Linked DNA regions of Triticum aestivum: region 2 is linked to region 1. The links are chromatin contacts, called in public Hi-C maps. All regions are on one chromosome and are shown on one strand. Each heading gives the region's core, a stretch centred on a gene start, on an enhancer-like site or on the middle of the called end of the contact. The rest is flanking DNA. Distances are from core to core; before and after follow the strand shown.

Region 1 (3,848 bases), core at 139-2,638:
GGAGACTATGGCGCTGCGTGATGGAGTTATCTTTGCTAATCTACGTGGTTTTTCCCATGTGATCATGGAAACAGACTGTCTAAAGATTGTTAACCTCTGGGACACTCGCCACAATAGCCTTTCTATTGTGGCACCTTTACTTTTAGAAATTGGAGAGCTAGCTTTCTCTTTTTTTCTTTTGATATTCAACATATAAGCAGATCAGCCAATGTACCGGCCCACCTTTATGCTAAACATGCATGCGATGGTCACCGAAAGTTGGACTGAATCTAGACCCTCTTTCCTACTCACCTGCCTTATAGCTGATGATGCTAGGAGCTCTTTCGTTGAATAAAGCTTTCAAATTGGAACGCAAAAAACATAATGTGATACAACACATGACACAGATGCGATACGGCAATAGGCGTGAAGATGATTCCCAAGCGTTTCATGTACTGTTTGAAGTTTTAGCTTCTTGTACCACAAAAAGAAAAGACATTTCTTATGAGGTAGGTAGATAATGTGGAGCTGTTATCATCTCTCGTACGGAAATAGACCCTCATGCTGAAATTTGCATTGCGCTTGAGCCGAGCGGTAGCTTTCCGATCGGATTGCTCCTACGAACTGCGGCGATCAGATGAGGGGTTACTTGCTTGTCATCCGCTTGGATGATGGGACGACGTAACCACTGGCGACACGTGCGATGCGTTTTCCCACTTCACAAAGAAAACCATTCCATCACATTTTCAACCAGATCTGTGCACCAGCATCGCGATACGGATCGTCGTAGCGCGACGACGTCTGTCAAGTTGCTGCAAATAAAAGAGCCCGCTGCGGTTTGGACGGGGCAGATGAGATCGAAAATACATGCATAGCGAGGTCCGCACGGGTCACGTGTGTACTTGAACTGAAATGAAATATAATCTCTTTTCTCGGTCAGACGTATGCGTCCTCGATCAAGGCCATAGAATAGAAGGATCCGATCTGCGTTTGGCTTGAGAGAGAAGCACGGTACTGGTCTGTCTCGTTGTCTAGGCAGGGCCAACAAATAATGGGTCGCACTCGCACATGCTCCCCTCATCCAGTGGGCCAATGGGGGGACACGTGGCTATTTTGTCCCTTTGTGAAGCATCAACCGCAGATCATTCGGCACTGCAGCAGTATGTTGCTCTCTGCTGTGGAATTAGTCGGTTCCTCTCCTTGATATAGCTGTGAATGAATTAGGAAAAGTGGGTAGATTTGTTTTTAGCTCTAGTCCAAAAAGCGTCGTGGAGTTTGCCGACGTGGTCGATGTCAGGTGGAAATCCGGTACGTGGAGGCGGCCCACGCGTTTGACTAGGACCGGGTAAAGGGAAAGCCACGGAGCGGTCTGTCTGGCGGCTATCTTCGTACTCCTCCAACCAACCCCCCTGCAAACAGGGAGGCCAGCTTTTGTTTCTTTTCATTTCATACTCGAGAAGAGAAACAGCAAAGCCGTGGAGTCAGCGCCGGTCCAAGGTTCAGACACCGTCTCCACACGATTTTCTTCTCTCTGTGCGTCATCTCGCAGTCAGCTCCGAGATGGGTTACAGCATGAGGTCCATGTCGTGACCTTTTACTTTCGGAAAAACATTTGTTTCGGGGTCATGGTCAAGAATGCCTGCTCGAGAGCTCAACGAGGGTCACGACTGGGACGCAGCTTCGGTGTCTTAAAGACACCTGCCTTTGGGTCAGTGACATATGGGCCAGCCATCTGTTGGGCCCACATGTCATAGACACAAAGGTAGGTGCCTTAAGGCACCGAAGCATCGTCCCTAGGATTGAGACCTTTTTACGTTCGTTAGCCAACTAAGAGCAATTTCAACCGAATGATTCATTTCGTCCGACCATGTTTGTTTGGATCTGCGCGGACAAAAACGATTGCCCAACGCAGCGGACACGCGAGAGCTGCGGGACGAGACGCGGCCGAAAACTAGCGGGCAAGGCAGTGCGGGAGTTCGACCGAATAACAACGTGGACATATCTAAAATGCGTCCAGCCCCATTGAACGCACCGGCCGACCCAAATCAAAAAAGCAAACACAGACGGCCGGACAGGCGACCCAAACGGATAAAAAAGGATAAAATCTGCGTCTGTTTGGGTTGCTGAGATGGAGTTGCTTTAACCACATGTAAGCTGCAAGTCAACGGAGATGAACCAGCCACATCACATGTGTATCAGGTCGGATCGCTCCAACCTCAACAAAACGTATCTGTTTCTTTCGATGCTCACTCCAGCAAATAACCATGCAGAGAGAGAATAGAAATGCAAATGGAGCAGAAGCATCCAGCGACAGGGACATTGGCAAAGCAGCCACGTGAAGCTTTAGTATAGCAGCCCCGTGTGTCCCTTGGCATCTGTTATTTAGCAAATTAGCAATACACTAAGCCTGTGAGGCTGCGATTATTTAAACCTTCCCGTCAAAAGCATCCACTCAGCACGATCTTGCAGCCCCACGGCCACTAGCCATTGAAAATGCATGCTGCTTTGCGACTTACCATCGCCGCAACACTCATAATCTTTACTAGTTGCTCACTGAGGGAACATAAAATTTTGCTGCAGAAAAGCAAAACAAAGCCATGACATCATCCCTCGCAAACAAGATAACATAATGCAAAGTAACTCATGTTAGAAGCCACGATACTTTATTGGTAATTTTCCGGTCAACTCAAGCCATCTTTCTCATGAAGATGCTACTGGATATCATTCATGCAGTAAAGTGTAAACAACACGGGCCCTGTCATTTCCTTCGTTTCTATGGGGCCTTTTACACATATCTGAGAGGTGGGTTAACCAATACACACCCACAAAGCAGTTTGACTAGCCAAATTTACATGCTACCACCACGAACATATGAGATCTAATTCCGATGGTTCGACAACTCCTATGCAACACAGGATGAATTCTCCTACTAGGGCGGCATAGCTGAAGCCGTTGAACCATGAAATCTGATCAATCATGCATTGGGATTGCTGAGAGGCCTAATCAAGTGCTGTTGCGCGCTGGTGGTGCACTATTGACGCTCTGATGCTCTCACCTGCAAAAGGTTAGATAGACTGTCATTATCTAGCACAAAACAAAGAATGCTCCAGCAGAAAAAGGTGCAAGCAGGCAACAGAGAATATTCTTGTGGCATATTGTGTCAACACATACGAACCTGCAACTAGCTACTTTCACATATGTGTAATTAGCAAGTAAAATGCTACTCCTACTTGGAGAGCTATGATTCTGCACTAATTTGGTGAGCTCCTAAAACTAGCTCATTGTTCAGTTGTTAATGCTATATCTGGAGAGGATTTTTTTTATTAATGGACTACCATCACAGTTAAGAGTGCTGTTGGGATAGTCCACGAACTATCTCATTCTAAATAAAACTCTACAAAGGGACAAGTCAGCAATGAAATGATGATTTCATTTAATTCAGCACAAAACTCAAGACATGGTCGGTTATTCAACAACAACATACAAGTGATCATAACAAATTCAATGATCTTTCCTAACACTAAGACACTAGAAGCAACTGTACCTTTTGAACCACTTTGGTTTGGCTGATTTCTTATTTGCTGCTGGTGGTGGTGCAGAATCAGATTGGAATGCATAAGACTGATGAGCTGAATCAGAATTTGTCTTTGAATCATCAGGTTGGTCAGAAGGTTCCGACTCAAGTGACAGTCCATCCAAAGTTCGAATTTCTTCACGGAGATATGGTCCGGATTTTACAGCATCTGTATTTAACTCCGGCCCTGCATGCCAAACACACATGAATACCTCTAAAAACATGTTGATATCTGAACCAACAACATTGATTTAACATTAACAAGAATGAATTGCGCTATTCAATGCCCAATGGC
Region 2 (3,567 bases), core at 903-3,402, 210 kb before region 1:
CAGATGCACGTATGCTTAAAAGATGCTAGAAGTGTTTAAATGCAACAGCATGATGTAAAAACCTGGAGGACACAATAGAGCCAAGAGCCTTCTTCTAAATAATGTTTTACTATGGAAAGTAAGGAGGTTTTTTGCACAACAAACACAAATTCTATGTTAGGCAACCATAGAATTAATTCCAGCCATCAGAAACTTACACACGGATGCGCCCTCTCAACCCATCATCAGAAAGATTTGTTCTCGCATACCCCACTATATGCACTTCACCAGATTGTAAGAACCCCTGTAACACATAGCAATTAAAGTAAATAGATATATCAACTGACCTAAAAGGTACAGTTTATATAACAGAAACTGTGCAGAAATAGCACGCAAGTAAAGACTACGTTTATGTATTTGCAAATGGTGTTAACACAGGTTGTTGTTGAATAAGTAGAATCTTAAACCATAGTTTTCCACCAGTCCGGATTAACTCCTAAAACATTTAATTCATATCCAGGAACAAAAATGGTTACAGCTGTTTGCACTTATACTTGTGTTCAGTGAATACCAATTATTCCTTTTTCTGGAATGCCTCAACTCAATGTACATTCCCTCTAACAATAGGTTTTGCAAATTGCATAAGAACAGCTAGTTATTGTCACAGCACCTGCTCAAAAAGGTGGTAGAGTGCCGGGAACGTTTTCTTCTTGGCAAGATCTCCAGAAGCCCCAAGTACAACGATGGTGAGGCACCCTTGCTCCAAAGGAAGTTCTAGGTCCTTTGCTAATGAGTTGAAACTGCTTTGTCTCGATGACGCCGAGGAGTCAGTTCCCGCCATGACAAATAGGATGATTCTCTTCTTCCTTCAACAGTACACCTAACCAAGTGAGCAAGATAAGATTAAATGGTAAGATTATCTGAACTTAGCCTAACAATTGCCATGCGACTCATCGAAATGGAAATTCAGTATCAGACAAAATTAGCTAGCAGAAAGTATGAATGGTTGGCTTTGTTTGGCTTATCCGATGAATTGCCAATTTATACTACTGCTGCCCTTAAAAGCTGGAAACAGAAACTGCACATGACTAGATCCAAAATCGTATTTCCTGTTTAAACTGAAATGTTTGTAATGCTCGGTGTACCTCACTCTTCTGACAACAAAGTGATCTCAGTTTATCACTCCAACTGTCAAGAACACTGAACCCGTTATGCATCCAAGATCAACATAGCAATGTTTGACGACCTCATCTAAATATAAGAAACTAACATGCACCATTAAGTATTACACCAGTCGCAACTTAGAACTGCTGAAATCAGGCATACAACTACAAACAACTCAATTCCAATTTGAACAGCTATTAAGGAAAATAAGCCCGTGCTTGAATCCTGAATTTGATCTTGCAAAACTCGGATTCTGGTAGTAGAGCTGAACTGAAACAGGAAAGGACTTGAACAGACCAAAACAACATTCCCTGGTTCATAGCAACAGACCAAACCGCTCTCCGGCAAAAAGAAGGCCCGACGAAACATCCGAAACAGAAAAAACGTGCAGTTCGTAAATACTAGTAGTACTCCAGAGCGAAGGAACCCCGTTACACCGGGCTTAAGCTTGACCGCAACTCTCGCCATTTAATTGGAGAGATCCTCAAAGAGAAAGAGAAAGAGAAATCTGGGAGCGACAAGGACATCTCCATCACCGCGGTAGGCATCACGACTACGAGATCCAACGCCGGAAACCTCACGGACAGAAACCCGGCGCGGTTCGCGGAGAGAATCTAGTCTAGAAATAACCGAAGAAAGCGCGCAGAAGACGGCGACGGCGACCCAGCCCGCCAAAAACCTCCGAAAAGCCTCGCCCAGAAGAACAGGGCAGGCAGAGCAAGACGGACTGCGACGAGCCGCGCCACGCCACCGATCGAGAAACCTCGGACCTACTCGCGGAAGCAAACAGGAGAGACTCTCCCACGGGAGACGAGCGAGAAGAATTAGCGGCGGCCGGGGGTTGGAGATGGATCACTGACCAGTGGCGATCGAGATTCGCGCGCGCGGCGAGCGGGCGCGCCGCGTGGGAGGGCGGGAGAGTTACTGCCGAGATGCTGGGTGGGTGGGAATGGGGTGGGGAGGGAGGGGGGGTGGCTCCTTCCTTCCTTCCTGACTGTGGTGGGATTGGCAGCTCCGCCATTTATACCCACGACGGCGTCACCTCGGCCGCCTCCCGCTTTCGCCTCACCTGTCCACTACCTACCCGTCTTTCGGCCTGGCCGCCTGGGAAGCGGGGCTGCGTGCTCTGTGCTGTGCCACCAACCGCGAAGCGTACGTGTATCTGACAGTGGGAATTTTGTGGACTTCAGAGGGGGCTTATGTGAAAAGGAGGCGCGGTAACGGCAAGGAAAAAGTTGTCGATTGTCCCCGTCCGTTGATTACTGTATACTGCGCCATTTATTTACGGAAAATAAAATTGTATGTGCGCCTGTGCGGCTCTTGCTTCCAGACTTCTTCCAGTTTCTTTTGGAGATCTGATTAAAGTTATCATGATTAGCAAATGGTCCCCGCGTATAAAGCGGGAATGAACAAAAACCATATCCCCGGACTTAAGAAGTAGTGGCGGCATTTGGTGACGTGGGTATGATGTCATCACGCACCACTGAGAGATAAGAGTGTGCATGCACTTTCAGCAGCAACAAAAATGATTTTCAAGCAAGAACCTTAGATGTATGAAATCCTTTTATTTGTTTATTTTGAGAAAACAATTGAGGGAGTGGGTGCACACGTGAGTGAATATGTCACTCAAGTCAACAACAACAACAACAACAACAACAACAAGTTAGAACCTGCGAACCAACCTGTGGTTGGATGGTTAGAGGGACGGTGGTATCCCCAGCCCACCAGGGTTCAAATCTTGGTACTCGCATTTATTTCTGGATTTATTTCAGGATTTTCGGCGATGTGCATTCAGTGAGTGTATGCGCGTGTATATGAGCACTTGTGTCTGTACTGATGTTCAAAAAAAACAAGTTAGAACCTCCTTTGGTGCGAAGGAAAAACGTTGGAATATGAAAATTTTCTTTGACCATTGATTCAAAGGAAAAGCACCAAAATTATAACATCCACTTGGACCTCTTTTTCAAATTCGCATGCACCAAACAAGAATAATATCCTTAGTAGCATAATAACATTCTAACTAGGCTCCCATAAAAAATAACATTCTAACTATACATTTTCATACGTTTTGACTTTGATTTGACCATGTTTATTAGAATTCTTATGAACTTGACACCCATTCCTACATTTACTAATCCTATGTTTTGCGCATGCATTCCTATACTATTATGTGTTTTTCCTATCCTTGTATTTTTGAAATCCTTCAAACCAAAGGAATCCTACAAGGTCACACCCAGGCGTAAAAATAGGTAGGTCCGCTAGGTATTGGCAACTACCTTGTCGGTCTGTTCAATAAACCTGTGAGCCTAAAGATCAAAGTTTGTTAAATATTGCTAGTGGTGGTTGAGCTTGAGTGATCTAAATTACGTAAGATATAAACATTTCCGGAATCTCAAATCTTCCAGAGAATGGATAGGAGTACTT

Evidence for each region. A called contact is a pair of places that touch in the nucleus more often than the background predicts.
Region 2: a Hi-C map of leaf shows a contact between it and region 1, with 6 times the contacts expected there. The contact joins the promoter of LOC542778 here to the enhancer-like site in region 1. A contact is called at or near these places in 2 of 5 Hi-C or Micro-C datasets (both in leaf).

The regions. Positions count from the first base shown.
Region 1 is chr2A:585,608,776-585,612,623 of IWGSC CS RefSeq v2.1, reverse strand. It overlaps LOC123189571 (plant UBX domain-containing protein 1), which reads right to left. Exons shown (of 8, transcript XM_044602015.1): 7 at 3,524-3,740; 8 at 2,624-3,034. The coding sequence ends at 3,031. Among protein-coding and RNA genes, the nearest start is that of LOC123189571, 5.8 kb to the right of the region's middle. Within about 2 kb of position 1,388, at least 2 of the 8 cell types and tissues checked have an H3K27ac peak or open chromatin away from gene starts, as enhancers often do. A contact at or near this core is called in leaf, where this site is marked.
Region 2 is chr2A:585,822,366-585,825,932 of IWGSC CS RefSeq v2.1, reverse strand. It overlaps LOC542778 (glucose-6-phosphate 1-dehydrogenase, cytoplasmic isoform), which reads right to left and starts at 2,152. Exons shown (of 16, transcript XM_044602016.1): 1 at 2,004-2,152; 2 at 650-859; 3 at 198-283. The coding sequence starts at 820.